Regions from separate parts of the Mus musculus genome. Here region 1 is linked to region 2. A link is a contact called in public promoter capture Hi-C data. All regions are on one chromosome and are shown on one strand. Each heading gives the region's core, a stretch centred on a gene start, on an enhancer-like site or on the middle of the called end of the contact. The rest is flanking DNA. Distances are from core to core; before and after follow the strand shown. Region 1 holds the start of Tspyl4 (TSPY-like 4). Region 2 holds the start of Fbxo30 (F-box protein 30).

Region 1 (3,095 bases), core at 305-2,804, about 23 Mb before region 2:
AAGCAGTTTGAAGGCCATGCACTTGGAACACCATTATATATATATATGCAGAACATCGTGATGGCCCAGAGAAAGAAGAGCAAAGACTTGAAAGCCACAATCTTGAAACTACTGGAGACTTAGAAGAACCAATGAACACAATCCAACAGGAAGAGAAAGCAGACAGAAGGCTGCATGCTGCTGGCCAAGCTGAGGAGGTGGTAAGGACTCCTCTGCAAGAGCTTCTCACGAGGGCAGAGCTTAGCCAGACTGGAACCTGAAGGACCTGGGACTCTCCACTGGCTGCCTTGGTGGGACTCGAACTCCACGGCGTGGCCCATCGCCCATCAGATAGTATTGTAGGGGATTGGACCACAGCTCCCCTTTGATAATTTCAGCTATTCTGTCGAATTCTAGGAGGCTGTGGTCTGAGAACCAGTTGAAGAAACTGGGAATCGTGTTCCCCTCCCTATTCCTGTGGATGTGGGCCTGGGGTTCCTGACCCCGGTGCCAGCGGATTGGCGTAGAGAGTGACACCACTCGACCTGAGGATCTGCGCTCATATTCTTTGACCAGCCCCTCATTTCGAAAGTAGGGGTTGCTTTGAAAGATGAACTTAAATTTGCACCCTACTCTTGGCTGCTTAAGCTCCTCCACCTCTAAATTGATCATGTACCTCATCATGTCTTCATCTTGGCCACTAATCATTGGTGACAGCTGGGGGTGGTTCCGAAAAGCGGTGACCCAGAAACCTGGGATGTTTTGGATGATGAAACTTCTGCGCTGCATGTGGAGCCTTCTCATCCGCCCAAATTTGCGTTCCAGCTGGAGGAAGGCCCTGTCAGCCTGCGCATTTACATTTGACAGCTCTTGATCGATGGCCTCCAGCGAGTCCATGCAATTGATCTTCGGAGCTCTGGGTCGAGTCTCCTCTTTCCCTCCTCCAGCTACCTTTTTTTCCTTCTGTAACCCCTTCTTTTCCTGCATTGCCGCTCCTGCTTCTCCCTCCTTGCCGGTGGCCACAGAGATGGCGCACTTGGTAGTCGTCATTTCCTTGGTCTTCTTCGGCCCCGGCATCTGCTGAGACCCCAGGCCCACCGCACCACAGGCTTCCAGGGCTTTCGGTTTAGCAGGGCTGTGAGGCCCTTCAAGCTGACAGCCATTTTTACTGCTGTCGTCGGCTGCCACAGGGGCTGAGGGTGCGTCCCCGCCCTTTGATGGAGACGGAGCATCCTCCAGACCTCTCGCTGCCGCAGCACAACTATTCTCAGCCACTCGGAAGCAGAGCTCGGGGCCGCAGTGCTCGGAATCCGGAGACGCGCCTCCATCCGCACCGGCCTCACCTGCAGCCTCCATCTCCCGCACTGTGTCGGTTTCCTCTTGGAGCCCCTGGTCCTGCTTCAGATCCAGATCTTCGGAGGCATGGGAGGGGGTCGTGGTGTTAGCGAGAGATAGCTCGTTGTTCCCTTCCACGCCGTTCATTTTGGCAGCTGACAGCCCTGCAGAGCTTTCCTTGTCCTCTGCAGACGCAGCGCAAAACCGCAGTGAGTGCTTAGCTCCACCCCTTTTCCTTCTGGGCTGGTGCTACCATGGCAACCTGTGACGTCAGGATACCAGCTGCAACTAACCGTAGCGCGAGAACTGGCAATCCAGGTAATTTTGTCGATCAAGTGTGTTCTTTTTGTCTTTTTAAATGATGCTGTAAATTTAATCTCATCTGGGAAATTGAGTACATAAATGGATGTCGAATTATATTTTACGTCTATTCGTAAGTCTCTAATTAATTTCGACAGTATCTAAACCATGTCTCAAAATAAATTTTAAAATAGAACCTATTGTCTAATAAAGTCAGATTTTATTCATGCTTCCCAGGAATAGAGAAGCGAATTCACCAGCTCACAGGCCCTCCTTATTTCGGACACAGATTCGATTCATAGCGGCTACTGAGGAGCTGCGCAGAATCAGATTTAGGGGGCAAAAAGTGTCGTCGTTGTTTTTACTTTCAAGCAAACAAGACATTCCTAAGGTTAATTTCGATTTCTGCAGAGATTTTGATGTTTGTATACATTGGCCGACATTTACAAAGCAATTGGATATTTCTTCACTTTTAAATAAATAGTAAACCGCGCCTTATTTACAGGTGGCCACAACGCATGCCATATACACAGTTAGCCCCTGAGAATTAGTGAAGGAAATGTAACCTCAGAGGATTCAATTTCTAAAACGATACACATTAATCCTCCTTTGCCTTGGTTTATGATCTTAGGTTCTGCTTCATGCCTGTGGGTATGGAGCCAACTAACATTTGCCCAAATTTGCCTTTGTGAAGGTAGAATCAATCAGGGTTTTTCACACACTTAAGCAACTGTGTCTTTAAAATAATCTACTTTAAAAAAGAAGGGTCATTCATTCAAGTCAATTTAGAAAATGTATTTATTTATTTACTCAATCATTTATTTAAATAAATAAAAGCTATTTATGTATTTAATCACCACGGTCTCTCAGTTTGCTAAAGTCTGAGAATTCGGATGTTAATCCTTAAGGGATAGAAAAAAACAGAAACTTAAATTTTGCATATTTAATGTTTGAATTTCTATTAGAACAAAGCTTTAGAGTTCTTTGCCCTGGGAAATTGATTCCTCCCAGAATATGGTTACACTACAGTAAGAGTCTTTGAATAGGGGTTTAAAGAAAAAAAACAAAAACAAAAAACATTACCCTAAGAACTCTAATGAGGGAAATAATGGCTCCTGGTTCGCCTAAGACTCTGAGGTGGTGAGAACAACACATGGCATATCATGCAGCTTGATTTTTTTCTTTCTTTCTATGCCAAAGGTGAGTGTTCTCACTCAAAGACAGTTGTCCAGGCTGGCCTGCCTCTTCCTAGCCCTATCTCCCAAAAAAGGAAAGAAAAAAAGGAAAATCAATTGATTATCTAAATAAAATTAAAATGTACACACAAATACCAATTCTTTTTCTGTCCCCCTTTCCTTTTTCTCTTAACAAATATTCTTTTTGCCTTACTGAGGTGAAATAAATGTATCGCTAACTTCCTATGTAAACACATAAACACTGCTATAATACACTCTGTGACTTCTGAGTTATTCTTTAACATT
Region 2 (3,090 bases), core at 300-2,799:
CCAAGCGTTAGATTTTAGAAACATGCTATATCAAACAGTAAACACATTAACTAAAGCCTGTTTGTCTGCCCTTAAAGCACCTCTCAAGCCATATGGGAAGTGTTAGCAATTATTTTATGCAATATTACTTTTAAAAGAATATTTTATTTAAGTATTTTATATTTTAAGACAAAAAATAAACAAAAAACCCTTTAAACCTAAATCTAAACATTCAGAAATATTAGAGTTCCAGTTTTCTTATATCATTCATAAAACACCTACTATTTCTAGAATCACACACACACACACACAAAAGCTTATGTCCCTATGTTAAGTATCGGGTATAAACTGGTGATCTAAGAAGTTAGCAAAACATGTTGTCCTCAACTAAACTACTACAGCAAGAAACAGTGACTAAGCATAAAGAAGAGTGATTCAACGAAACTGTATGCTTTAGAAAAATCAAACAGGGATACTTCATGGTATCCTTTGTCTCTTTGTCAGTCAACACAGGATTGTTTGGGAAAACTAACATAAAAGCGTGCAGAGCGTGTTAATGTAACTTACTTTGCCTGAAATTTAGCAGGGAACAAATAAAAAAAAGAACCTCAGAAACTTTTTGAGACTTCGTTTTAAAAACGTTAACCCTCTTTGATACCAGAATGCCCGTAAATAACTTCATCTTGGATCACAGTCAACAAAGCAATCATGGAAGAAAAGGTCAATTCCTTCCCAAGCATCTATTTTATCCGGGATTTACCACGGGACTCAAAGAAGGGAGAGGGGAGCAGGAGAAACGCGGCAAACACAGGCCTCCGTCGAGGTTAAAATGTAATCCCCGAGTGACTTTGAATCCGCCGTGCGTTCCCTGTCCTGCTTCCAATCTGGGACTCCACGAGCTGGAACCCAGGAACTTGGGGGGGGGGGGGGTGATCCCTAAGTCTCGCTTTAACCAGGGCCACAGCTAAGCCTCCGCGCCTCTCACTTCCATGAATGGAAAAGTTACCAACTTCGCTTATCCCGCGGAGACACTTGGAGATGCCTCGCCGTCCTTTAACCCGTTTGCGCCCAAACTCCTCAAGTCCCTACGAGGCAGAGGGTGCGAGCCACGCATTCCGGGGTCCCCCGGGGCTCCTCTGCGCTCAGTGGGGGTGGGGGCGGAGGTGGGGGTCTCACCCGGTTCCGCGTCCCCGGGGGTCGGGGCGCCATTTGCCGGGAGCCTCAAGGGCAGGCCACACGGGCGGCCGGGCGCGACCCGGACGGGGCCAGCCGGACGGAAGCCTCTGAACTGCGCCGACTCCACCGGCCCCGCCGCCCCCGGGGCCCGCGCCGTCCGGGCCGCTGCCCGCCCGCCCGCCCGCGTCCCCGCGCCAGCCTCCCGCGGCCTCGCCACACTCACCAGCCCGCGCGGGCCGAAGCGCCGCTCAAACCCTGGCTTCTCTGGCCTTAGCGCCCGGCGGCTCCGCAGCGTCCCCGCACCGGACCGGACCACGCACGGGGCCCGTCCCGTCCCAATCCTCTGCGCCTCCGCCCTGCCCGGACCGCCGCCTTTTCTCCTCGGCCTCCAACCGCCACCGCCCTCCTCGCGCGCCCCGCCCCGCCCCGCTGCGCCCCGCCCCCCGGCCCGGCAGCGGGTGAGCGGGCACGCGCACGCACAGCGGGCGAGGATGCGCACGCTGTCCTGTGCCGGTCAGGCCGAGCGCAGAGAACCCACGGGGCAGCCTCTCCCTTGGTGCTCCCTGCCGGGTCCGCCTTTCGCGCCTTTGCTTTTTGTTTGTTTTTGGAAGGACTCTCCGAGCCCCTGTGGCACTGTGGAGGACGCAGGCCCAGGAGCGCGACCCGTCCTCCTAGCGCGCACTCGCAGGAAATAGGTCAGCCCCCGTTGTCGGTGGTAACTGCCACCACCTCACGTGCCCGAGCCCTGTGACTCGGTGACCGCTCTGCTCTGTGACCCGTTTCCCCTTGTAAGGGCTCTGCTGCTCGTCAGCCCGCGGCGGGCGGCTTCGGTGGGGCGAGCCACGCGGCCTCCAGAGGGCGCGGCGCGGCTTCTGGGAAACGTCTTAGGGCCGGAGCTTTCCCGTGGCCATCCAGGGCTACACACCCCGCGTGTAGGCGTCCCCGTTACTACCGCCAGGCCCGGGCGTGAGGCTGAGGGACGGTGATGTCACCGACGCCCACCCCGTCTGGAGGCCTCCTGCCAACTCCCACCTCAAAGCCACCGTGAAGGAGCCTTGGCCCTGGCTGGCGGAGGGGCGGAGGTGAGAAAACCCCCTTGGGTGGCCGTTCTGGTGACTGCAGTTTTACTCCCCAGCTGTTGGAAACGGTGGCTCACGAGAGTCACCGTCCTTCACCTTAAAAACCAGCACTTTCATACAACTACACAAAACCCTGGGGAGCTTAAGACTGAGCACACTGTAAAGGTCAGGGGTTTGGTTTGGTTTAATGAAGACATTCAGATTTTTGAAATATTTAGTGCTTATATGTGGGGTGCTTAGGACGCTGTATTTTTTTTTTTTTTTTTTTTTTTTTTTTTTTTTGCCTGCTTTGGCTGTAGGAGGTAGGCGCTTTTCGGTCAGCCCAGAGCGTGAGACCCAAAGGGGCCAGGTAAGAAAAGTGAAGCAGACAGATGAAATGGTGGGAGAGTTGCTTGTGCATGACAGGTGGTCGCGATTGAGTCACACATCCTTCCATTACATCCCCTTCCGCAAAATAAGGGGACTGCGGCAGGGAATCCCAAAGGCTCTCTACAGCTTCAACATTCCCATACTGATTGATTGTACTTTGGGGCTTTCTGCCTCTCTAAATCACCTAGTTGACACTAGGTCATCTCCCACCTCAAGCTGAGTAGGAGTCAGGGCAAACAGAAGCCTCTGCTCTTCCATAAGTGGCAACCAGAGACTACCAGGAATCAAAGGTCTTCAAAGATGTCCTCGGAAGTATATGTGGACTTTGGGCTAGACTTGTGGAACAAAACTACCATTTATGTGGCTTAGCCACCCAGAAAGCAACAGGTACTTTGGCAATTTAAAATAAACAAATAAGCAGTAGCAGGTTTGACCTGTCTGCTCTCTTTAAAGAGAGGAGCACAACCCCCCTACCACGTTCTTAAAT

What was found. Promoter capture Hi-C pulls out the DNA fragments that hold promoters and counts their contacts.
Region 1: a promoter capture Hi-C map of pre-B cells shows a contact between it and region 2. The contact joins the promoter of Tspyl4 here to the promoter of Fbxo30 in region 2. A contact is called at or near these places in 3 of 39 promoter capture datasets (cranial neural crest, frontonasal cranial neural crest and pre-B cells).

Annotation. Positions count from the first base shown.
Region 1 is chr10:34,295,880-34,298,974 of GRCm38.p6, reverse strand. It overlaps Tspyl4 (TSPY-like 4), which reads right to left and starts at 1,554. Exons shown (of 1, transcript NM_030203.2): 1 at 1-1,554. The coding sequence starts at 1,461. The coding sequence ends at 241. It overlaps Gm26564 (a long non-coding RNA gene), which reads left to right and starts at 1,551. Exons shown (of 5, transcript XR_871568.2): 1 at 1,551-1,632.
Region 2 is chr10:11,279,789-11,282,878 of GRCm38.p6, reverse strand. Fbxo30 (F-box protein 30) reads right to left here and starts at 1,549. Exons shown (of 3, transcript NM_027968.3): 1 at 1,379-1,549.